2 separate regions of the Zea mays genome follow, and region 2 is linked to region 1. A link is a contact called in public Hi-C data. All regions are on one chromosome and are shown on one strand. Each heading gives the region's core, a stretch centred on a gene start, on an enhancer-like site or on the middle of the called end of the contact. The rest is flanking DNA. Distances are from core to core; before and after follow the strand shown.

Region 1 (6,626 bases), core at 2,995-5,494:
GCCAGGGCCGATCTTCAGAATCTTCATCCCCACTTTCCACATCATAGCTATCGCTGTCACCACTATCTTCAGATAAACCTTTCAGTATCTCTTTAGTAATTTCCTCTGTGTTTGTCTTTGCCATCGATTCAATAAATCCAGCAATATAAGGATCCACAACCTTCTTCTCCTCAAATAGCTTCGTCTCTTCAGTCAGCTTCGTCTCCGCAACAACCTTCTTTTCCTTGGACATTTTTTCCTCAGACATGGTGAAAACGTGACTTTAAACCGAAGCTCAAGAAGCTTGAAAATCTAGCGAGAGCTAGTAAGCAAGAGCTAAAAGTTTGAGAGAAATAATGCAAATAGCAGAAACAGTGTATTAAATGATGCCGGTGTGAGTTCATATTTATACGCCTAGCACGCTACAACTTGGAGGGCCCCGTCTGTCATTGATTGTTGCTATTCTAGCAAAGGGAAGGTGTTTTTCGGACCTTCATCTTAAGGCATTCGTTCATGTCGCAGTCTGAATTCGTTATCATAACAAATTAATACTGCGAGGGGCTACTGTTTGGGGCCTTCGCCTTCTAAAGGTCCTCAAAAAACATGATTAACTATATTTCCTAAGCATAATATATGTGCAGGAACCTTCGGACTCGGGATGAAGCTATACACGACGTGGATAGCAGGGTCAAAACGAAGGCTGAACCAACACCGAAGCTACGCACAAAGGAACTTCAACTCAGTAGCAGAAAAAGGAACTGACTTAAGGAAGAAAAGGCTATCTAGTCCCTGACAGATTGTTCTTAAGTCAATAGTAAACATGAAGGGCATAAATGTAATTTTACACAGGCTGCATCATGTGCCTATAAATAGATGAACAGTACACCTGTACTGTTCACGCTGACTTATATTCGCTCGTGCATCACACTTGTGCCCTTGCCTTCTGTCAAGCCGAAGGTACAAATGTAATTCAATATTGTTCTTATTCATTCATGATTATATAATAAAAGATATATCAATGGTGTCATATGATTATCCATGTTATTTCTCATGTTTCATATGCTTCGTTTTTTATTGATATATGCTGTGATAATGAAGATACGTCCTTCATGACCTTCGTCCGAAGATCGTTATATCCTTAGAGAAATAATGCTTCGAATGACGAAGGGCATTAACCATTAACCTATTTTTGTGTTGTCTTGTTCTTAATGCATAGCATTTGAGAACAAGTCCCCAACAACGTACAACATAAACAAATATTAAACTATTCAAAGTTTACATCAGCCATTCATCGCTTTTAAAATTTTGCAAGAATGAAACATTCAACAATTTAAGATTTATTTTAGCCGTCGAGGAATAAACATTCAAGAATTCAAGGTGTGTGATGAGCCGAGAACAAGAGGTGGCTGTTGTGACGGATGAGTGCAGACGCAACGGTGAGGAACTGCAGATGTTGAGATGGCGTAGGCCGCGGCACAGTGGTGGGTTGAACTGGACTAGAGTATAGTTAGCTAATTACACACGGGGAGCAGTGGGTTCAACGACGGCTGAGCGGGACGCGTGGTGCGGCAGCATGGGCAATCGGTTGGATGGGCTAGCGCGCGTAAGGGTGTTTCGGTGGAATTTGATTGGGTGTTCGACTGATGGAGACATCCGAATGATGTGCAAAAGGGAGGCCAAGAAGGCAAGAATAGATGCATCTCCTCACGATCACAGCCATTCTAATGAATATATTACATAAAACACAGCTGGTACATTAAACATGCATATACATTCTACACGAAAAATAATGGCCACAACTTACACAAGAATACAAGATAAAGCAATCCAAAAGGGTCAGGAACGCATGTAGACTGACGGACCGCAAGCAGGCACACAAGCATAGAGCATAGCGGCAATATAAGGCTTTGTTCGTTTACACCAATCCCGCTCTGGATTAGCATGGATTGGAATTAAATCCATGCCTCAATCCATGTCCCAAAATAATCCATGACTACTTAATTTTTTTTATTCGGTTAAACCCGGAATATAACCCAAAGGTTTGGGAATTTTTTAAACTATGGAAGACATGGATTCTATCCATAGCCCATTAGGTATGGAACAAATCCATGAGATATTGCACAAGTTTACATTAGAATCCATGGATCAAAAGAATAACTAGCTTTGAAAGTCACATGGATTTGTTGATGGATTTAATCTCACCATGGGATTGGGTGTGAGATATGGATTCACCCAATCTATACCCGGATTAAATCCATGGTGGGATTATATCCCATGTAACCGAACAAGGCCTAATGTGGGTAATATAAGGGGGAGAGCACTAGCTAGAGCCATGCATGCATGGGCCAGCAGGCCACGGCCTTTATCTCCCGTCACCGCCACTGGACACGTCGTGGATCTCACAAGCACCGTACCGCTGACAGCTAGCTCCCAGTCAAGCACGCGTGTTCCGAGCAGGATTCACGCATCTTTCACCTCACCTCCGTGTGAAGGAGCTGATGGAGTTGAGGTGGTCACACACACACACAGTGCCACACGAGTTGCATCTTTACATATACATGAGTGCTCATTCATGCACAGCTAGAGAGGCTAGCTTCTAATTGATTATTGACCGAAAAAACGAAGAACAGAGAGACTGCTAGCAGATCGATCGAGACAGGTCAGCTAGCTAGCTCTCGCTGAAAGGTGTCATAAGCTCTTATTTGACGACGATAGCCACATACTGTAGGAAATAGTAATAAAGGCCACATATATAGTAGCTATAGATCGATAAATTTTGCATGCGCCATGCACGCGATGAGAAAGGAGATGCATGGGAAGAGGTAGCGGTGATGATCGATCAGCGGCGGCGCGCGGCAGTCTCCCGCTGCGCGTTGAAGTAGACCGCGGCAACTGGGAGGCCAAGATTGTTGTCGGCGGCAAAGCGGCGGGTGTTGAAGTAGTCCCTGCCGCCGCCGGACGAGGGCGGGCGCGCCGACTGCCGGCTGCTCTGCTTGAACAGCACGAAGACGAACCTGTGGATGCCGATGTACGGCTTCGGGCTCTCGTACATCACCAACTCCCTTCCTGCATCCATGTGTAATTGCGTACGGACTCGATTTTTAATTAGCTCCTGTCTAGCTAGAATTAGTTCGTTAACATTAAATCGATGATGAACTGAAGAAGGGGCGCTTACCGAAAGAAGCATCAGTTGTTCCAGGAATGTCGGTGACGATCCTGTAAAGAGGTGTCGACCAAAGTTTACTCTCTTGTCAGCTATATTTCATGCGTAACCGTATTATATATACGTGTGTGTGGCTGTGTGCACCTGGCTGCTTCAGTCATTTTTTAGAATGATTTGTGCAGCAGCTAGCGCGGAGCACTTCTAGTAATCCTTATAGTCAACTAGCTAGTCATATATGCGCTTGAACCTTTATGTACAATTGGTTCTTTCTTACTACTCTTAATTAATGAAAAAAACAGGCCGGTGTTTACGCTCACCAATGGATGTGCTCTCTCAGGTATGGATCACTAGGCCCTGGCACATCTGGGTCAGTCATGACCTGAAGAACACAACAACAATAATATATATATAATAACAAACGGCATCATCAGCTTGCAAAAGCTGAAATTTGTTACAGTACTACGGGCCTAATTAAGGCCCCGTTTCAATCTCACGGGATAAACTTTAGCTTCCTGCTAAACTTTAGCTATATGAATTGAAGTGCTAAAGTTTAGTTTCAATTACCACCATTAGCTCTCTTGTTTAGATTACAAATGGCTAAAAGTAGCTAAAAAAAAGCTGCTAAAGTTTATCTCGCGATATTGGAACAGGGCCTAAGCTGACGACGATGCATGCACTCACCTGTCGTCGTAAGCTAAGAGAGATTAACTGATCAATCGCATCTCAGTTTTGTGCGAGAGAAATTGAGGAGATATCAACAAGGGAACCAACCAGCGTGAAGAAGGACCTCATGTCGTCGCCCTGAACCTCCACGCGCGGCTTGGACAGAACCGCAGACGGAAAGAACTCATGGCCGTTGAACACCTGCTTGTTGGATCCGTAGGTAACCGTCATCTTCACCGTGGGGTTGAAGTTGTCGATGACCTCCCCGATCACCTTGCCGACGACCAGAGGTTCCAACGCTCTAGACATGGCTAAGCTCTGATAATATATATGAGAGGTCGTAGCAGTCTTGGTTTGCGGCTCAGTGGCCGACGCATTCCTCTATTTATAGCCAGCCGCGGGCTGGGAGAAATGGAGCGTGAATAATTAACAACAGCATTCTTGACCCGTCGTTTTCGCCTGAATCATTGGCTCATTGTCGTAAAACACAGGCACAATACAAAAAGGTCTTGGGATCCGATTATTCCCGAAAGGTTCGACAAGGACATGCATGACGACCATTGGTTCCCTTCTTCTCTTTATAAGAAGGCGGTGGCTAAAGTAATGCGTTGCCGGCTCATATGCACAAACCGCTTTGGTCAAACATGTTTTGTTCTCAGAGAGTTACAAGAGTGATTTGCAATTGCAAGGGAGCACAACATAGAACTACAGCAAATCCGACGACCACAATTATTTCGAGCGGCTGTCCTTGAGACCGTCAAAAGTAATGTAATTTTTGACGGACTATAGTGGCTGTCAAAAATAATATAATTTCCAATGACTGTCAGACAAAGCCCTCAGAAATTATATTATGTCCGATGGTTTAGTCTGATAACCATCGGATAATTTCTGACGGTCTTTGTTTAAGCCTTCAGAAATAGGATAAGTTAGGAAATGGACGAGCCAACACCATTCGCATTCCTCCCGGCCTCACGCGCGTTTTCTTCAACTCGCTTTCTCTGTTGACGACTGACGCCGGCCTATATCGAGCCACTCAACAAGCCGTCGCGTCGTTTCACCATGCGCACCCGTCGCCCGCCCGCGCCCCCTCTATTGCGCCAGCGCCCATGCCCGCCACCGAGCGCCCGCATCGTCCATGCGCCCGCATCGTCCACCAATATGATTTAGGAGCTGTTTGGTTCAGCCATTTTAGACCCGTAACCATTCCCTGGGATAGCTGATACCGTTCCTTAGAGTTTGGTTAGTGTACTCCGTAATTGATAACAGCGTTATCAGATATAAGCCTGTAGAATCTCATTCCCACTCCCCACCTATCGTCATCCAATACCATAAAAACAGAAAACGCTGCCCACAATAACCAAACAAAGGGCAGTAATCATTACTCTGCACCGGATAACACCGGCTGCTGATTCCATTGTCGTTACCACTCCTTACACCCAACCAAACAGCACCTTAGTGTTAGTTATTTCCGACGGACAAAGTGTGATTATAGAATTTAATTAGATTGTTTTAGTCCACCAATGGGTGTTTTATATATTTAAAGTTTTAATTTTTTAGAGTAATTATTAAACCGTTGAAAATTACTAACACTAAACAATGAGCAGTTCATATTTTAAAGTTCAATTATTTAGAACTACCACATATCAAAGTTTCATTTCCTCGTCCAACAACGATTTAGAAGCTCATAATAAAAGAAAGAGATGTGAGGTGCATATATATGGTAGTTCTACATTGATAGCACTGTCATTCTCGACGAGGGTATTGACAATCTTCCAAATTTCTATGGTCAAAGAAGAAGAATGATTTATTATCTGCTGAGTTGTCTTCATGTCATTCTTCCATTTCTTTAAAATGCTAATGATGATCTGAGTAATAAATTGGATGAATGTCATGTGTCTAGTTCTTCTCTTTCGCATGTATCAATTTGTAATAGATGTAAGGATTTTGATATTGATGCTTGCGTTAATCATGCCTCTACCATTATTAAGTTGAATGATGAAATTGCTAGATTAAATGTTGAACTTAAAACTTTCAAATATGAGGTTGAGAAAATTAAATTTGCAAGGGATGTCTGCACCATTGGTAGACATCCCTCCATTAAGGATGGTCTTGCCTTCCATAAGGGAGCCAAGGACACAAAGAGCCATAATAAGGCCCCCAACTTCATTAAGGAGAAGGGAAAAGCCCCTATGGCTAGTAGTTCACATTCTTCTCATGATAACAAGAACCATGCTTATTTGTATGCTCATGTTAAGAATACTTATCGTAATGCTCGCAATGTTCATCATGATGCTTGTATTGATCACCATGTTTATCATATGCGTCATGATGTTGCTTTCGATTCTCATGCCATGATTGTGTCTTCTAGTAGACCATCCTTTGCTCATGGTAGGAGTAGACCTAGGTGCCATGCTCATCATGTTGTTTCTCATGTGCCTAACACTAAGAATGCATCTCATTCTATTTCATATTCTACTATTGATGCTTCCAATGTGTTGTATTGCAAATCTAATCGTGTTGTTGCTTCTAATGTGGGACCCAAAAGCAAGAATGGTAAAACTTGCATTTCGGTACCAAAATCCTATGTAACTAACCTGATAGAACCCAACACTAGTTGGGTACCTAAACCCCAAGCCTAAATTCACCTTGCCGGATTATGCATCTGGGGGCTCAAGTTGGATTATCGATAGTGGATGCACGAACCACATGACGGGGGAGATGGTTATTTGTATGCACGAACCTCGACTTTGGCGCAACCCCCTACTCGAGATGAGAAACAGGTACCTAAAGACGATGGCATTGATCAAGGGGGAGTGCATGA
Region 2 (6,853 bases), core at 3,914-6,413, 110 kb before region 1:
ATGGTTGTTGGAGCGATCCTTTATTTATGGAGGAAATAAAACATTTAAATAAGATTTTTTTGTTTCCATGCATGCCAATCTATTTCCTTTCATAGCACATCTTGTCATCCTAAATTTATGCATATACGACAGGAAACATATTTTTACGCAGTATACTGAATTGCATAAATAACTACACCGTGTAGCATAATTAGTATCAGTATATATCATAAACTAATCCTAACGAGTTTAGCTGCATGGCTGTTGGTGGTATCTTATATTTATGGAGAAAATAAAGCATTAAATACGATTTTTTGTTTACATACATGTCGATTAATTTCCTTTCATCACGCATTCTTTCCATCCTAAATTAGTGTGTATGCAGCGGGTAACAGATTTTACGCAGTGTACCGAATTGCATAAATATCTACACCGTGTAGCATGTTTCGTATCAGTATATATCATAAACTGGTCCTGACGAGCCTAGCTGCATGGCTGTTGCAACGATCCTATATTTATGGAGGAAATAAAACATTTAAAAATAGAAACTGTCACACATCTCTTTCCTAAATTTACACACAGAGGGAAAGTGTTTGACTCATGCATGCATTTTTTTGCGTGCATGGATGTGGAGCGGGTGGCGTGTCCGACAGCCTGGCTTGGGGAGTGGGTAGGCGTGCCAGGTTGGACCAGGTCGCAGGGGTGGTCGGCTTAGACTTTCTCTAACTAATTGAAGCCCAGGGCTCCTAATATACCTACCTATTGTTGACAACTTTTTGGGCGCCAATCACTGCATTGAGAAACGGCGGCGGTGCCCTCTGCACAGGTGCGAACGGTCCGCGGCCAGGGGCCGGACGGTCCGTGACCTGAAGCAGGACTCGAGTTCCCTGCCTGACGAGCCGGACGGTCCGCACCTACAGGCCGGACAGTCCGCGCGTATGCAGGGTTGGTGAAGGTCGCCGGCGGCGCCTAGATCTCACTTCCGGGAGGGACCCCGTCGGGAGGAGAGATCCTATGTGTTGTCTAGGCTCGGCAGGCCGACCTAGACTCCTTTGATCGACGTAGAGTCGAGGAGAAGTGGAGAATTTGGGGATTGGAAGACTAAACTAGAACTAGACTAGAACTACTCATAAATGCATAAGTAAAACAAGAAATAGACTTGATTTGATCGATTGTTGGGGGTTCAATCGGCTGTAGCCCTTCATCTATATAAAGGGGGAGGTCTAGATCCACTACAAACTGTTTCCCTAGCTAATCCCGCGGTTTTAGGCAACAAATCCCATGAGAAACTAGAAACCCTAACTGACTCTGCGCACGTGCGGACCGCAGACCATACGGCGTTAGGGCTGGATCGTTCGTGAGGCTCTTTCTGGTGTTCAACATATGCCCCTGCCTTTTGGTGAAGGTTGATGAACCAAAAGCATATGAACTAAACCTGATGTAAGTCATCGGCTTTTCAATATGGAGATCATTCAATAAAGCACCAATGTATAAAGGCCGTTTCGGATTGTATTTTCCTCGGCCATGACCATTTGATAAATGGATCAAAAGGAATATAATGGAGGTGCCCCCCCAGTCTGGATAGACAAAGGGACTATACATGTGCCATGGATTCATCATTGTACCATTCCATATTTGAACAGGATAATATACCGACGATGAATAAACGGGTGGAAAGTACCTTGGTCTCATAGGATGAACATGTGATGCTTGTTGTGTTGCCTTTTGGGCCATTTTGTTCAGCCGTTTCATTTTAGCAGGTGACCGGGGTTTCTTCGTTGACCGATCACTTGGAACAGTCTTCTTGCTAGCATTTTTGGCTAGCAATTGATCGAAAGTAGGGCCATCTTTTACCAGCCGACCATGTGCGTCATGTTGGCTTTGCCCTCGCGTCTCTTTCCTTGCTTTGTGTGGACGTTGATGCCTCTGGCCATGGGTGGACTGTCTGGCTGAGCCAGCCGGACCGTCTTTATGAGCATCGGACTGTCCGCACGTAGGTGCCGGACCATCCACGATGCTCAGGTCAGGTTGTCGTGCTCGGTTCCTTAATTGTGTCTACCCCCGGCGCCTCTGGACTTGTTAGTCTTATTGTCCAGAGCTTTTCGAGCAACCTCCTTCTGCGATATATTTGACGTGCGAAGATCGCCAATGATGATGTCTTTGCTTTTGCCTTTATCGGCCATTTCGGGCCGAACTAAGACCTTTTCGCATGCGACATCTATTGTATTAACAGGAAATGGTTGTGTGTCCACTTGCATCTCCTGAAAAGACAACCAACCCTCATTTATGTCCGATTGTACCTGTCGACGAAAAACATTACAGTCATTGATGGCATGAGAAAAAGAATTATGCCACTTACAATAAGCACGTCTCTTTAATTCATCTATAGTAGGGATATTATGAGTTAATTTAATGTTGCCATTTTTAAGTAGCTCGTCAAATATCTTATCGCATTTGGCAACATTAAAGGTAAATTTAATCTCTTCTTGCTGATTCTTTTGAACCGGCTGTAAGGAAGAACATGCCAAAGATTTGGCCTTTGTTGGCCAAATAACGGTATATACATCTGCGGATTCATCATCTGAACTATCACGCTCTATTAGATGTATTGTATGTGTGGCCGATTTTGGTGTCTCTTTAAATCGACTTTCACAGGCTAAAGCCCGCTGCTGTAGTTGGGCTATCGAAAAGAACTGGGTCCCATCTAATTTGTCTCTTAAGTAGGATAGCAACCCATTAAAAGCTAGCCCTGCTAGCTCTTTGTCTGCGACATAGATCTGAAAGCATCGGTTTTAGTGTCCCGGAACCTCCGGATATAATCATTAACCGATTATTCGCGTCCTTGTCGAACTGAAGCTAAGTCAGCTAGCCCTAATTCATATTCCTCGGCAAAGAAATGTTCATGAAATTTACTTTCTAACTCATTCCAGGAATTAATGGAATTAGAAGGCAGGGCGACGTACCATGCAAAAGCGGTACCAGTAAGGGATACAGAAAATAACCGAACACGAAACGCTTCTCCATCAGCCAATTCGCCTAGATGTGCTAGGAACTGGCCTATGTGTTCGTGTGTGCTTCTCCCATTCTCACCAGAAAACTTAGAAAATTCTGGTATCCTTGCCCCTTGTGGATATGGAACAGTGTCAAACCGGTGATTATATGACTTTTGGTATGATTGCCCCACTTTGGCTACACTAACTCCGAACTTATCTCGAAATAGTTCGGCCATCTCTTCCATAATTTTTTCCATTGCACCCGGTGGCAGACTACCGGATCCTGGGCTGTGGGGCTCATTTAGTCGGGCATTAGTATACCGACCTTCTTGCTGTGACCGATCGATAGTGTTGATCGGTCTGTGATTGTATGGAGCATTATGATTTAAATATGTAGGGTACGAAACATATTGCTGCTATGGTGTGTAATAATTGGGTGCATAGTGCGCAACAACAGGTTCTGCGTATGTGTACCCAGTTTGTCCGGTGGTAAATCCGAACTGACTGGTTGTGTTCGCCATTATCGGGACGCCACACGGTAGTCCTGGTGCGACCTCGGACTATCCGGCAGGGAAAGCCAGACGGTCCGGGTAGAAGCTCGGACGGTCTGACTGCGTCCAGGGTCGCTGATCTGTCAAGCAGGGACGGCAGTGGTCCTAGGGCGGCCTCGGATTGTCTGGCAGAGCAAGCCGGACGGTCCGCATATGGACCGAACGGTCTGTGCAGAAGCTCGGACGATCCGACCGTGTTCAGGAGCGCCGATCTACCAAGTAGGGACGACGATGATTGTATTTGCCCTGAATATGAGTTCATCGACATACCATATAAAGGCTGGGGTTGCGAATCCCCATTTGTTGCTGATGCATCAGACATAAATACCCTATTACTAGTTTCGTATGATGGAAAACTAGGAGCAACAGACTTTTCCAACGTATGCGTTAATTTTCTAATTGAGTCTTCTAACCCTCCAATATGTTGTTTCATTTGATTTTGATGATGATCTACATACTGTTTAATAGATTGGATGTCGTCGGGTTTACTTACGTTGGGGACTTAAGCGAAGATAGAAGAGATGCGACGTCGGTCTCTCCATGTTTGACAACTTTCTGGTGGCGATCCACCGTGTATTGTGAAAAGAATTTCTCCTTCGCTTGACGCATGTAGTCCGCATATTGCTGTTGCTCATCGGCCATTAGACTTTCAACACCTGTCCCCAGCGGAGTCGCCAAAAGTGCGTTGACACCTTTTCGGGCGCCAATCACTGCATTGAGAACCGGCGGCGGTGCCCTCTGCACAGGCGCGAATGGTCCACGACCTGACGCAGGACTCGAGTTCCTTGCCTGACGTGCCGGACGGTCCGCACCTACAGGCTGGACGGTCCGCACGTACGCAGGGGCGACGAAGGTCGTCGTCGGCGCCTAGATCTCACTCCCGGGAGGGATCCCGTCGGGGAGGAGAGATCCTAGGTGTTGTCTAGACTCGGTAGGCCGACCTAGACTCCTTTGATCGACGTAGAGTCGAGGAGAAGCGGAGAATTTGGGATTGGAAGACTAAACTAGAACTACTCCTAAATGCATAAGTTAAACAAGAAATAGACTTGATTTGATCGATTGTTGGGGGGTTCAATCAGCTGTAGCCCTTCATCTATATAAAGGTGAGGTCTGGATCTGCTACAAACTGTTTCCCTAGCTAATCCCGCGGTTTTAGGTAACAAATCCCACGAGAAACTAGGAACCATAACTGACTCAGCGCACGCACGGACCATCCGTGCCACCATTAGAATCAACCCGCACTCATATAATCTCTTCTCTACTACTATAATAGTAGAGTTTATGTAAAAAATAAGTTGAAATTATGTACCAACGAGTGTTTGAATCTTGGTTGTTGGCTCTACATTCACACGCACCTAATCAATACAAAACATATATTTTATGCTTTATTAATATATATATATATATATATATATATATATATATATATATATATATATATATATATATATATATATATATATATATATATATAAAACTGTAGTAATGTATGGACACATGACTAGTATATATGTGTGATCCCATGCTCAACTGTTACTTGTAAACCACTAAAACAGTAAAACCTACAAGACATTGCACAGATGGCATTGCGTACTGAAGGTAAGTTACCGGCACCTGCAAGGCTGCAATGGGGCGATTTGCTTTGGGCCTTGGGCCTATTTTGTTTGTCTAGGAATGCACCCCACAATCGTTTTAGCTAACTGAACCTCATACAAATTAGACAAGTAGTTCGACCACGAATCGTTCTAGGCTACGGTTCTCTGGAATCGTTTTATGATTGCGAATTACAAAAACCCAATCACCCGATTTGCATTGTTTGTAGTAGCTTTAAAAGCACCATCCATTTCCAATCTTCCAAGCTGTGGAGTGTGGAGGGCTTCAATACTTTATTATAGTACTTGGAACCTTCACTTTACCGTCGGGCACCAAAGCTTCAGTTTTGACAGCCATATGCTTCACCCTGTACATTGCTTGGTCACAAGTTCTAACGATTTCGCCAGCATCCGCTTTAGTTCTCATATCCCACCAACATCACAGAAGTAAGGCAACTAGAAGTTTAGTTATTTGATTCTCCGTAGACATAACCAGTGACGGAGCGGAGAGACTAAATTAAACCGTTACATCAATATAATCTTACTAAACCACACACAATAGATATATATAATAGTTTGAAGTAATATTATATTAAAACATTGATTTAGTATTATATTAGAAAATCGATGAACGATATAAATCGTAAAATATATAATAACAATATAGTATCTACCTTCTAAATTTTAGTTAGAGTTAGTAGGGCTCTATAGACTTGGAAGCGGTAGCCATCGCTAGAATTCATGCCTTGACATAAGGGACATGATCATATCCTTGGGGTTGTCAAAATAAAAGAGCTCTCTAACGGTGTCTCACAAATTTAGATTTTAGAAAACAATGAGCACCATCCTCATCCAGTAGGCAGCAAACTGGGCACCTTGTTTGTATCTACATCCATTGCCAAATAAACTATTTGACTTTGAGGGTGCAGTGCATATCCCAAATTTCTTTTCATATAAAGGTACGTGGTAGAGAATTCTTAGATGATGATTCACCTGCTTGCCTTGGACTTTGACATTCTTATAAATCATTCAGAACATGAGTAACCATTTTGATAGAAAAAACGATACTCACTCCGTTATAATTTATAATTCGTTTGTCTTTTTTTTTCAAGTTTGATGTTAAAAACTTTTTTTTGCGAAAAAGTGAAAAATTTAAAGCCACACTTAAAATATATTATATGCTAAATAATATCATAATAACAATTAATAATAATTATAGAGTTTTTTAATAAGACAAGTCAGTTAAATTTGGCGTATAAAGTCAAATAAATTATAAATTAGAACGAATAGAGTACTTTTTATCTAAATGCCATGCAACTAGCAGTTCGCGTCGGGACGCCTAATGTGTTTTATTTTTCACATCTATTTTCCTGAAAATTCCTTGGATTACGTCTTTATCCCACCCTCCAGATATAGGGTCAATAAGATCAGCTAGTCCATTTGAACCTCGGGGAGTAATTGGTCTTCGGAACGTTCCATGGGTCCATGCCTTGTTCATTCATTTGTTCTGCGTAGAATGGGTCATCTCATACGCAAGCAGGATGTTGTCTCAGATAAGTCTGTAAGTCTACCTGGTACAAAAGCAATTTGGTTTAACGAAACGATTTCAGGCAATTCGACAGAACCTTTGAAGCAATTTTATAGATCACATTGCAAAGGTTCATGGGTCGCAGGTCCTTTATCCTTTCCGGAGTAGGTACTTTAGGTATTAGAACTACCAGTCTGATTCCATCAGTGA

What was found. A called contact is a pair of places that touch in the nucleus more often than the background predicts.
Region 2: a contact with region 1 is called in a Hi-C map of ear, with 2.3 times the contacts expected there. The contact joins the enhancer-like site here to the promoter of LOC100127515 in region 1. A contact is called at or near these places in 3 of 25 Hi-C or Micro-C datasets (ear, tassel and an unstated tissue).

Annotation. Positions count from the first base shown.
Region 1 is chr2:59,775,619-59,782,244 of Zm-B73-REFERENCE-NAM-5.0, reverse strand. It overlaps LOC100127515 (ZCN4 protein), which reads right to left and starts at 4,244. Exons shown (of 4, transcript NM_001112772.1): 1 at 3,914-4,244; 2 at 3,460-3,521; 3 at 3,155-3,195; 4 at 2,570-3,045. The coding sequence starts at 4,114. The coding sequence ends at 2,819.
Region 2 is chr2:59,886,146-59,892,998 of Zm-B73-REFERENCE-NAM-5.0, reverse strand. No RefSeq gene overlaps it. Among protein-coding and RNA genes, the nearest start is that of LOC100275911, 38 kb to the left of the region's middle. Within about 2 kb of position 5,163, at least 3 of the 20 cell types and tissues checked have an H3K27ac peak or open chromatin away from gene starts, as enhancers often do. A contact at or near this core is called in ear and tassel, where this site is marked.